Linked DNA regions of Zea mays: region 2 is linked to region 1. The links are chromatin contacts, called in public Hi-C maps. All regions are on one chromosome and are shown on one strand. Each heading gives the region's core, a stretch centred on a gene start, on an enhancer-like site or on the middle of the called end of the contact. The rest is flanking DNA. Distances are from core to core; before and after follow the strand shown. Region 1 holds the start of LOC541700 (6-phosphogluconate dehydrogenase 2). Region 2 holds the start of LOC100277773.

The links. Hi-C and Micro-C count contacts between places; a contact is called where the count stands out from the background.
Region 2: a contact with region 1 is called in a Hi-C map of bundle sheath, with 2.3 times the contacts expected there. The contact joins the promoter of LOC100277773 here to the promoter of LOC541700 in region 1. A contact is called at or near these places in 3 of 25 Hi-C or Micro-C datasets (bundle sheath, leaf and tassel).

Annotation. Positions count from the first base shown.
Region 1 is chr6:67,034,768-67,039,304 of Zm-B73-REFERENCE-NAM-5.0, reverse strand. It overlaps LOC541700 (6-phosphogluconate dehydrogenase 2), which reads left to right and starts at 1,383. Exons shown (of 2, transcript NM_001279373.2): 1 at 1,383-1,533; 2 at 2,192-3,887. The coding sequence starts at 2,203. The coding sequence ends at 3,651. LOC100272751 reads right to left here and starts at 956. Exons shown (of 9, transcript NM_001360110.1): 1 at 1-956. The coding sequence starts at 463.
Region 2 is chr6:67,742,515-67,747,013 of Zm-B73-REFERENCE-NAM-5.0, reverse strand. It overlaps LOC100277773, which reads left to right and starts at 3,207. Exons shown (of 2, transcript NM_001151257.1): 1 at 3,207-3,744. The coding sequence starts at 3,275.

The sequences.
Region 1 (4,537 bases), core at 134-2,633:
CGCCGCTGTCCTCCTCCGGCACCCCGAACGTGACCACCTGAGGTCGCCTCCCCTCCGGCACTGCAGGCCTCGAGGCCTTCGTGGAGCGGGAGCCGGAGCTGCCGGCGTCGTCCTCCTCGTCATCGGAGGAATCCGACGGCGTCATCCTCGCGGCACGGCGATCAGCAGCACCAGCCCGGGACGCTGCCGGCGGGTTGGCACGGGCACGGGCCGCAGCAGGGCCGACGACGGGCGCGACGGGCACGACGCCGCTGCCGAGCCCCAGGGGCCCCGAGGCCGGCTCGGCGGTGGGTATGGCGGGGACGCAGACGGGCTGGATCCGCGGGAGCTCGTACGACACGTCCGGCCCGTTGTACGTCAGCGCGAAGGAGTAGTCCATGTCGGGCAGCGGCTCCGGGATGGTGGTCCCCGGCGGGAACATCCGGCGCACCATGTCCTCCCAGTCGCCCCGGCCCGCCGCCATGCCTGCCCGGTGTAGCAGCAATCCGTCGAGCACCTTGCGCGCGGGCGACTAGTCCGTCCCGGTGCAGATAGATATTTTCCACCCGCGGCAGCAGGCGTAGAGACGGCGGGGAATTCAATTCCCGACCCACCCCTGGGTGGAGTGGAGTGAACGGAGTGGCCTCGACGACGACCGGTCCAACGAGAGGCAGGCTGGGTCAGAGAGAAGAAATGCAACCCCTCCACTGGCACTAGCGGCGGTCGTGGCCAGCCAACCAGCAACCGCAACCGGCGGTGCTGGTGCAGGCCCGGGCGGGGCCCCCCAACGACTCCCGCTCGGCGGCTCGGGTCAGTCAGTCAGCAACGAACAACACATCTTTGCACTGGGCAGCGTGGGAACTGCCGTTCTCCGCCCCGCCCGCATTATCTTATCAAACCGACGCTGGACTTGCAGGAAAGGAAAGGCGCTACAACTTTCCTCTGGGCAGTTTGTTTGACCGGGGAATGGAATGGGGATGGATGGACGTGGACGGACGGACGCAGAGTGGGAAAACGGATGAAGAAGGACGAGGACACGCAGGAGGAGGAAGACCACGACTGCACTGGCCGCTGGCGGTGGAGGTGGGACCGGTCGAGCAACGGCAGGCCGCGCGTGAATGATGAGTTGCTTGCGTCAGAGCACCACCAACCATCGTACCCTGCCACCACGGCCCACCGGGCCCCTGGCGTGAGTGGGAACCGGGTGGGTGTTGGGCCCGCCGCGTCAGAAGCACCAACCGAGCCATGGTTCACGGGCTGCGGGCTGCGGGCTGCGGGCTGCGGCGGCCGACGGGACCGGTGTGAGCAGGCGACCACGAAGGGGCCCACCCGTCGGTGGCTGCCTGCCCCCGCTCGTCAACAACTACCCCGAAAGCCGCCAAGCGGCTGCTGCGCAAGGTGCGAAAGGCACCTTCCCTGCCCGATTGGCGATTTAAGTGGTGGGGGAGGGAAGGCCGATGGTCAGTGAAAGAGAGGTAGGTGGCCGGACGGTGGTGGCATCGCCAATTCAACTCCGCATCTGAATCGGCACTCGGCAGCGCGCCAGCTCCATAGGTGAGGCTTCGGATCCCGATCTCCGCACCCTGTCCGATTCCAGCTCCGTCCTCCCCGGATTTCAGTTCCACCGCGTTGAGGTTTTCTTTTTTTGTCTCCTTTGGGTCCTCTTGTTCCCGAAGCATGGGGACTGGGGGTTGAATTCGTGTAGAGATCCAGATGATTGCGCTGCTAGCTCCGATCGCCGATTTTACTCTGCTGCCTGCCGGTCCAGATCCATGGAAGCAAGTCGATGAACTTAGAGGGCTTCCGCTCTGGATTTTCTTTGAAAATAAGTTAGAGTCCTGTCAAACACCTCTTTTCTCTGCCAAACGATCTACAAAATGGCTTTAGCTTAGAAAACTGTTTAGTTAGAAAACTGTTTAGCTTAGAAAACTGTTTACTCGGCCAGGGGACAGAGAGACGCATTACCTTGCCTTCTTGCTCTTTTCGCCTCTAGCGGTGCTGTGTATTCAGTTACTTCGTCTCAAAGAAATTCAGTTGGTTTCATCCTATACACCTATATGTAGCCGGCCCTGTGACTCGCAGGGCAGCGTATGATCTTTGATCCTCGGCTTATGTATTCACCTCATCGGCCGCTTAACCTTGGTACATGAAAATAGATTTTGTTTCCAGGGTCCTGCTCGGCTTATGTATGAAATAGATTTTTTTTTCTCAGTGTAGGAGGAGATGGCGCTCACAAGAATCGGTCTTGCTGGCCTTGCGGTCATGGGGCAGAACCTTGCCCTCAACATTGCAGAGAAAGGGTTCCCCATCTCTGTGTACAACAGGACAACCTCCAAGGTGGACGAGACCGTGCAGCGTGCCAAGGCAGAAGGAAACCTTCCCGTCTACGGCTTCCATGACCCCGCGTCCTTTGTGAAGTCCATTCAGAAGCCACGGGTGGTGATCATGCTCGTCAAGGCCGGCGCGCCAGTTGACCAGACCATCGCGACGCTCGCAGCTCACTTGGAGCAGGGCGACTGCATCATCGATGGGGGGAACGAGTGGTACGAGAACACGGAGAGGAGGGAGAAGGCCATGGAGGAGCGCGGCCTCCTGTATCTTGGCATGGGTGTCTCTGGAGGAGAGGAGGGTGCCCGCAACGGCCCGTCCTTGATGCCCGGAGGCTCGTTCGAGGCTTACAAGTACGTCGAAGACATTGTCCTCAAGGTGGCTGCTCAGGTCCCTGACAGTGGCCCGTGTGTCACGTACATTGGCAAAGGTGGATCGGGCAACTTTGTCAAGATGGTTCACAACGGAATCGAGTATGGCGATATGCAGCTGATTTCCGAGGCATACGACGTTCTCAAGTCGGTCGGTAAGCTCACCAACAGTGAGCTGCACCAGGTGTTCTCCGAGTGGAACAAGGGCGAGCTCCTGAGCTTCTTGATCGAGATCACGGCCGACATCTTTGGCATCAAGGACGAGCATGGCGATGGCTACCTGGTGGACAAGGTCCTTGACAAGACCGGGATGAAAGGGACAGGGAAGTGGACGGTGCAGCAGGCCGCCGAGCTGTCGGTGGCCGCTCCTACGATCGAGGCGTCCTTGGACTCGAGGTTCCTGAGCGGGCTGAAGGACGAGCGGGTGGAGGCCTCCAAGATCTTCCAGGGTGACTACTACTCCACCGGCTCGCCGGTGGACAAGGCGCAGCTGGTGGAGGACGTGAGGCAGGCCCTGTACGCGTCCAAGATCTGCAGCTACGCGCAGGGCATGAACATCATCAAGGCCAAGAGCGCGGAGAAAGGCTGGGGGCTCAACCTCGGCGAGCTGGCCAGGATCTGGAAGGGCGGGTGCATCATCCGCGCCATCTTCCTGGACCGCATCAAGAAGGCCTACGACAGGAACCCGGGCCTCGCCAGCCTGCTCGTAGACCCCGAGTTCGCGCAGGAGATCATGGACAGGCAGGCGGCGTGGCGCAGGGTGGTGTGCCTCGCCATCAACAACGGCGTCAGCACCCCGGGAATGTCCGCTAGCCTGGCCTACTTCGACTCCTACCGCAGGGACAGGCTGCCTGCCAACCTGGTGCAGGCCCAGAGGGACTACTTCGGGGCTCACACCTACGAGAGGGTCGACATGCCTGGCTCTTTCCACACCGAGTGGTTCAAGATTGCGCGCAACATCTCCAACAACTGATGAGCTGCTCAACGGATGGCATGCCCGGTGTTGACTACTCCAGTCGGTAATGAGATTTCCTGCAGGAACTTGTCTATTGATCTTTGTAAGTTAATTATTTATATGAATAAAATAAGAGCAGACATGCTTGTGTTTGGGCACCCTCTGTTTTCTCCTCCCTGTTAATCAATGCACCATGCTCCAAAGGTGATGTACATAATTCAGACAAGTCTCGATGATGTACATGTTACAGAACTAGCGAAAGAGTTCAGCTTGGTCGCCGCAGAAAACCTCCATTGCCTCGATGTGCGTCCACATTGGAGAGGTCTTCACGAAAGGAGGAGGATGAGTTGAGAAGCCATCAGGTGTTGTGATTGAAACAAACTTGGACATTGGTCTACCCTCACAAGCTTTTGGGTGCAGCCAGCAGTGCAATCTTTGAGCTAGTCTCCATAACTTTGCTTGCATGGATGAAGCACGGTGATCATCTCCTGTGTTAGGGGTCCATGTTCCTCTTCTGGTGCAGCCAGCAGTGTTATCTTTGAGCTAGTCTCCATAGCTTTACTTGGCATAGATGAAGCACGATGATCATCCCTCTGTATTAGGGGGTCCATGTTCCTCTTCTGGTGCAGCCAACAGTGTTATCCTTGAGCTAGTCTTCATAGTTTTGCTTGCCGTGGATGAAGCACGATGATCATCTCGATCCTGTATTAGGAGTCCATGTTCCTCCTCCCCCTCCAACGCAGAAAATGGCCCAAAAGCGATGTCCTGGTTAATCCCGTCGCAGCGTGCATCAGTTGTGGGGGTCTGCATGACAGGATGGCACCTCAACGATCCAAATGATCCATACGAGACATATCAGCCTGTGACGCATGGCTTGTTCGGTTAGCTCTCAATCCATGTGGAT
Region 2 (4,499 bases), core at 1,958-4,457, 710 kb before region 1:
CCGGTTAAACTGAGATAAAGGTCATTGGGCTCTCTCAAAATATCTAGACTGGCCTGGGAGATTTAGGGTCTGTTTGGTTCACTACCTCAAGGTACCACAGGAGCACCCCCCCCCCCCCCGCTCTCTCAAAAAATACCCCAAGGTACCCTAACCCGATCACATGGCGTTGGGTGGGTAATTGAGATAAAGGCCTATATATCTCGCCAGTTTTGGCCGTTTGAAACGGACAAACACGGCCACGTACTAGTAGATGCAGTTGTTATGTTTGTTTACCTGCTGTAGGCTGTAGGAGGGAGAAGGAGGACGGAGCGCGCTCTTGAGCGAGCTGCAGTCCAAGAATTGGTCCGGCCTTCTCCCATTTGGTTGCCTGGTTGGGTGCCCTGCCGCATGACTAGCAGCAAGCAGGCAAGCAGCCATCATCGCGGCCAGGCCAGCATGTAAAAAATGTAGTGCTTGTCCAGCTCAAAAAATGTCCACCTGCCGTCCGGGGAAGGGAAGTGACCGACTGAAAACCGCACACACTGTGCTCGAGTTTCCAACGATAGTGGAAGGAAAAAAAAAACAAAGAGAACTACTCCATTGAACCTTTTTCTGATGTATTTAAGATAAGAAAGAAATACTACAAGCCAGCTGGTATTTCATTGACAGCTGCAAGGGCGCGATTGTTGCAACGCAGATGCTGGCCTGCTAATAAGCTATGGAGATCGAGGGGGTCTCCTCTGTCCTCTCCTCTCCTGGGGAACAGCAACACCAGCTGTCATTGCCAATATAATGGCCAGCATATCATTAGCAGTGCAAATTGCTAAGTACTACGTAAAGCTCTTCCTCTTCTTTACGACTGGCCCTGCCGTCTGTCTGACTGACTGAGAGATGAAGAGGGGGGCCCGGGAGGGAGTCAAAAGGGCCGCCCGGGAAAGAGAAAGCAGCGGGCGTGCCGGCTGCCGGCATCATTGCGCAGCTGCCGGCGGCGCCCTTTTCCCCTTCTCCGCCCTAGTTGGAATCCAAGACGCGCGCGGCGGGGGGCTTCATCTCATGCTCTATGATATAATACAGGTAATTAGTATATTATTGCAGCAGCAATGGTTTGAGGTGGTAGATGATGGATGAGAGGGCGAGTGGCAGCCAGGCAGGCATTTCTAGCTGCCTGGGTGTCCATCTCCTCTCTCTCTCCCCCTTCTTTCTTTCCATCGTCGTCTTTGTGCCGCTCCAGCTCTCCTTGCATATATCACTCACTAGTCACTACTGCTGCTGCTGTTGTGAGTTGCCTCGTTCTCCCAAAGCCGAGAGAGCAGCTGTATATTGCAGGTAGGCCTGAGAGAGAGTAGCATGCATGTGACCATGCTTCTTGGAGCTGCATGGGGGCAAAGCCTCTCACTACCACTACCAGTTAGTACAAGTGTTTACACTCGCATGGCACGGAGAGATCGAGGAACATAACGGAACGGAAACGACCGGGCCGGCCGGCTGTAGTGCCCTGTCGTGTCATCGTCTGCGATTCGTCGTTTTCACGCAAATCCTGGCCTTATCTAACGGTTGCATCTTGTTCACGCCAACGGGCCGCTGAGAGCGCATTGCACGCCTGTGCTGTGTGCCTGTGAGGGCCTGCATCGCCTGGCCTCATGGAAATAGAATGGAAAATGAAATGTCGGTCCGGGTGGTGAAGGGATATGAACAGGGACGGAGGGTGGTAGAAAATTAAGGGAACATATGCATATATATATATATATATATGGTGTATATGAATTAACAAATTTTTCAAAAAAAATCTGAAATAAAAGCATACATTTTTTTCATCCTACTCCAATTATATAAAAATTATCAAATTCAAATTCATTATACTTAACTTTTTTTTTTATAAAATTGGCTAAAATATTCTCTCTTTTTTAATTACAGATAAAGTATAACGAATTTAAACTTAATTTTTTGTAAATAATTGAAGTATGATGAAAACTAATTTGTATGTTTTTTTGCTAAAATTATTATTAATTCATGTGCATCGTCAAAATCTCATGTAAATGAGATATGTTTCTCGGTAGAAAAAACAAACCGATGCGAACAAAGTTTGCGATTCTCAAAGCGCCGATGCGGTCCACCACCACCTCTGCTGCAACGGCTCGGCTGGGGAGCAGAGCACGGCAAGCGAAATGTGAGAGCTAGGGAGTATCCAAAGGCCCACCACCACAGATACACACATGCCAGGAACTGCTTGCTACAGGTCCCCAACCCCACTCGAGGACAGTACGCCCTGCTGTGGTAACAGTACTAAAATTTGCTGTATTTCTCGCAGAATTTGTGATGTTATATGCGTCATGTATGGTACTTAGGGCGGGGTAGAAAGGAAAAGGTTATGACAACAAAACCTTATTCCAAGCGAGGTCGAAAACTACAATACCAACTAAACTTTTAGGGTTAGTTTGGTGGACAGGAAAATAAGGTTTTGTCAAGAAAATCTATCCCTTACCATTTAATTTTGAATAATAAGGGAATCTATCCTCGTAAAATCCCCTTCATTTTTTTCCACCAAAGGGACCGTTATCTTGCCCTGTGGTCACCGTTCTAGAGCGTACAAGAACGCCAAACCTTTTGGGTTATCTCATACGAATGTTTTGTCAAGTATGTGGATTGCTTACTTACTATTTATGCTCGTGACATGCTACATGGCTGGATTCACACAAAAGAACAGCATGGCCTGGATTTCCATATTGACTCGCTTGTGAGCGTCATCCGGAAAGGAACAGATCATTTTTTGTGTGCGCGGGGGGCATCGGGCCAAACCAAAAGCACGGACACCAACCAAAGGCCAACTCATGAACACCAACAACTAGTGTAGTGTGTAGTTGTGTGCACGCTGGCTTGGTCCCCGTAGCAGAGAACCCCACCCCCATAAAAGCTCCTCTCCATTGGCCGAACGCCGAGAGCACCACTCCCTCCCTCCGGCTCCCAACCCCAGCACAGCGCAGCAGCAGTCCTCTCTCCTCTCACTCTACTCCTCCAGCTCCCCACCCCTCTCCCAAAACCTCAGTTCAATCCCAGGTTTCAAATCCGCCACCTTTTGGACACACACCACACTTGCCTACCCCCAGAGCTGAGCTAGCTAGCTGCTCTCTCTCTCTCTTTTCACCTAAGCGAGAACAGAGCCCAAGAGGCCTCAAAAGAACCACTGCACTTCCTCCGCATAGCTCGTCGCCCTCTCTCTCCTATCAGTCCTCCCAGCTCCAGCTACCACAGCAGCCCTCTCGCTTAAAGGAGGAGGGAGAAGAGGGCGGGGCGAGCAATGTCGGAGCAGCAGCAGCCATTGCCGCAGCCTCGGAGCAGCATGCGGGAGGCTCTGGAGAAGGAGGACAAGGAGAAGGCGGCGGCTGCTGCGGCGGCCAAGGAGAAGGCGGCCGTCCCCAAGAACGGCAACGGCAACGGCGGCAAGAATGGCGGCGGCGCCGGCAGCGGCAACGGCGGAGCGCCCCCGCAGTCCGGGGAGGAGACGGCCCGCGAGATCCAGGTGGTCAGGGAGGCGTACCGCCGCGAGACGGCCGCGCCGGCCTACGTCATACCCGAGGAGCCGCCGGCCGTGGTCGAGCTCGTCGGCTGGTACATCTACGGCTTCTGCTCCTACTTCATCACCCACCTGCTGCTGCCGGTCCTCTTCCCGGCCATCATCACGCAGGTCGCCTTCCCCAACTCCGACTTCACGCCCGACCCCAAGTACACCCTCAAGGGCGTCACCTGCTCCGTCCACGAGATGTCCATGTAAGACACGCAGCACACTCCTCCCTCCCCCGCCCTGCTTCCTTAAATCTTGTGGTTTTCCCTTTATTTCACAACCTTTATTTCTCTCTTTTCGCGCCATCCCTTTTTTGAGTTATTTTTTTCTTTTTAGGGGGAGGCTAGACGGTGTTTTTGTTTGTTTCTAGGAGGTTTAGTGATTTGTTTGTGTTGTTTCTTACTGTATTTTTTCGGAGGTTTAGTGATTTGTTTCTTTCTTACTGTATTTTTTCTGTCTCTTTTCCGTTGTCCAAGAACCATGGGTTACTGAACAAGCCAGATGTGTTCTCCAGATTTATTTCTACCTCTTTTTTTTCAAACTTTGAGCTACTGTAGTGAGTTTTCCTTTTATTTTCTTCTTCTCCTGTGTGTAGTGTTTACCCACTTCCCTCTCTTGTCTAAGCGGTAAGAGCTCTAAGCTGGTGTCTTGTTTTGGGGTTTCCCCACCTGATGCCTTCTTAAAAACACATCTTGTTTTGTTTAGCAAACAAGGAAGCATACGTTACACCCTTCACTCCAAGAAAACAAGCTTTTTTTGCTTTTCTCCCAGCTTTGTTTTTGTTGGTCCTATTCATCTTGTGATGTTGAACATGGCTGCTCTTCCATCTTCTGCCGAGGCTATTTACCTACCCCGTGCCCTAAACGTGAAGAAGAAGCTCAATCGAAGAAAAAAGACTAGATTTTTCATGGCTTAGTCGATATATCTTGTATATGCAGAAGAGAAGAAAACCTAAAAGAAA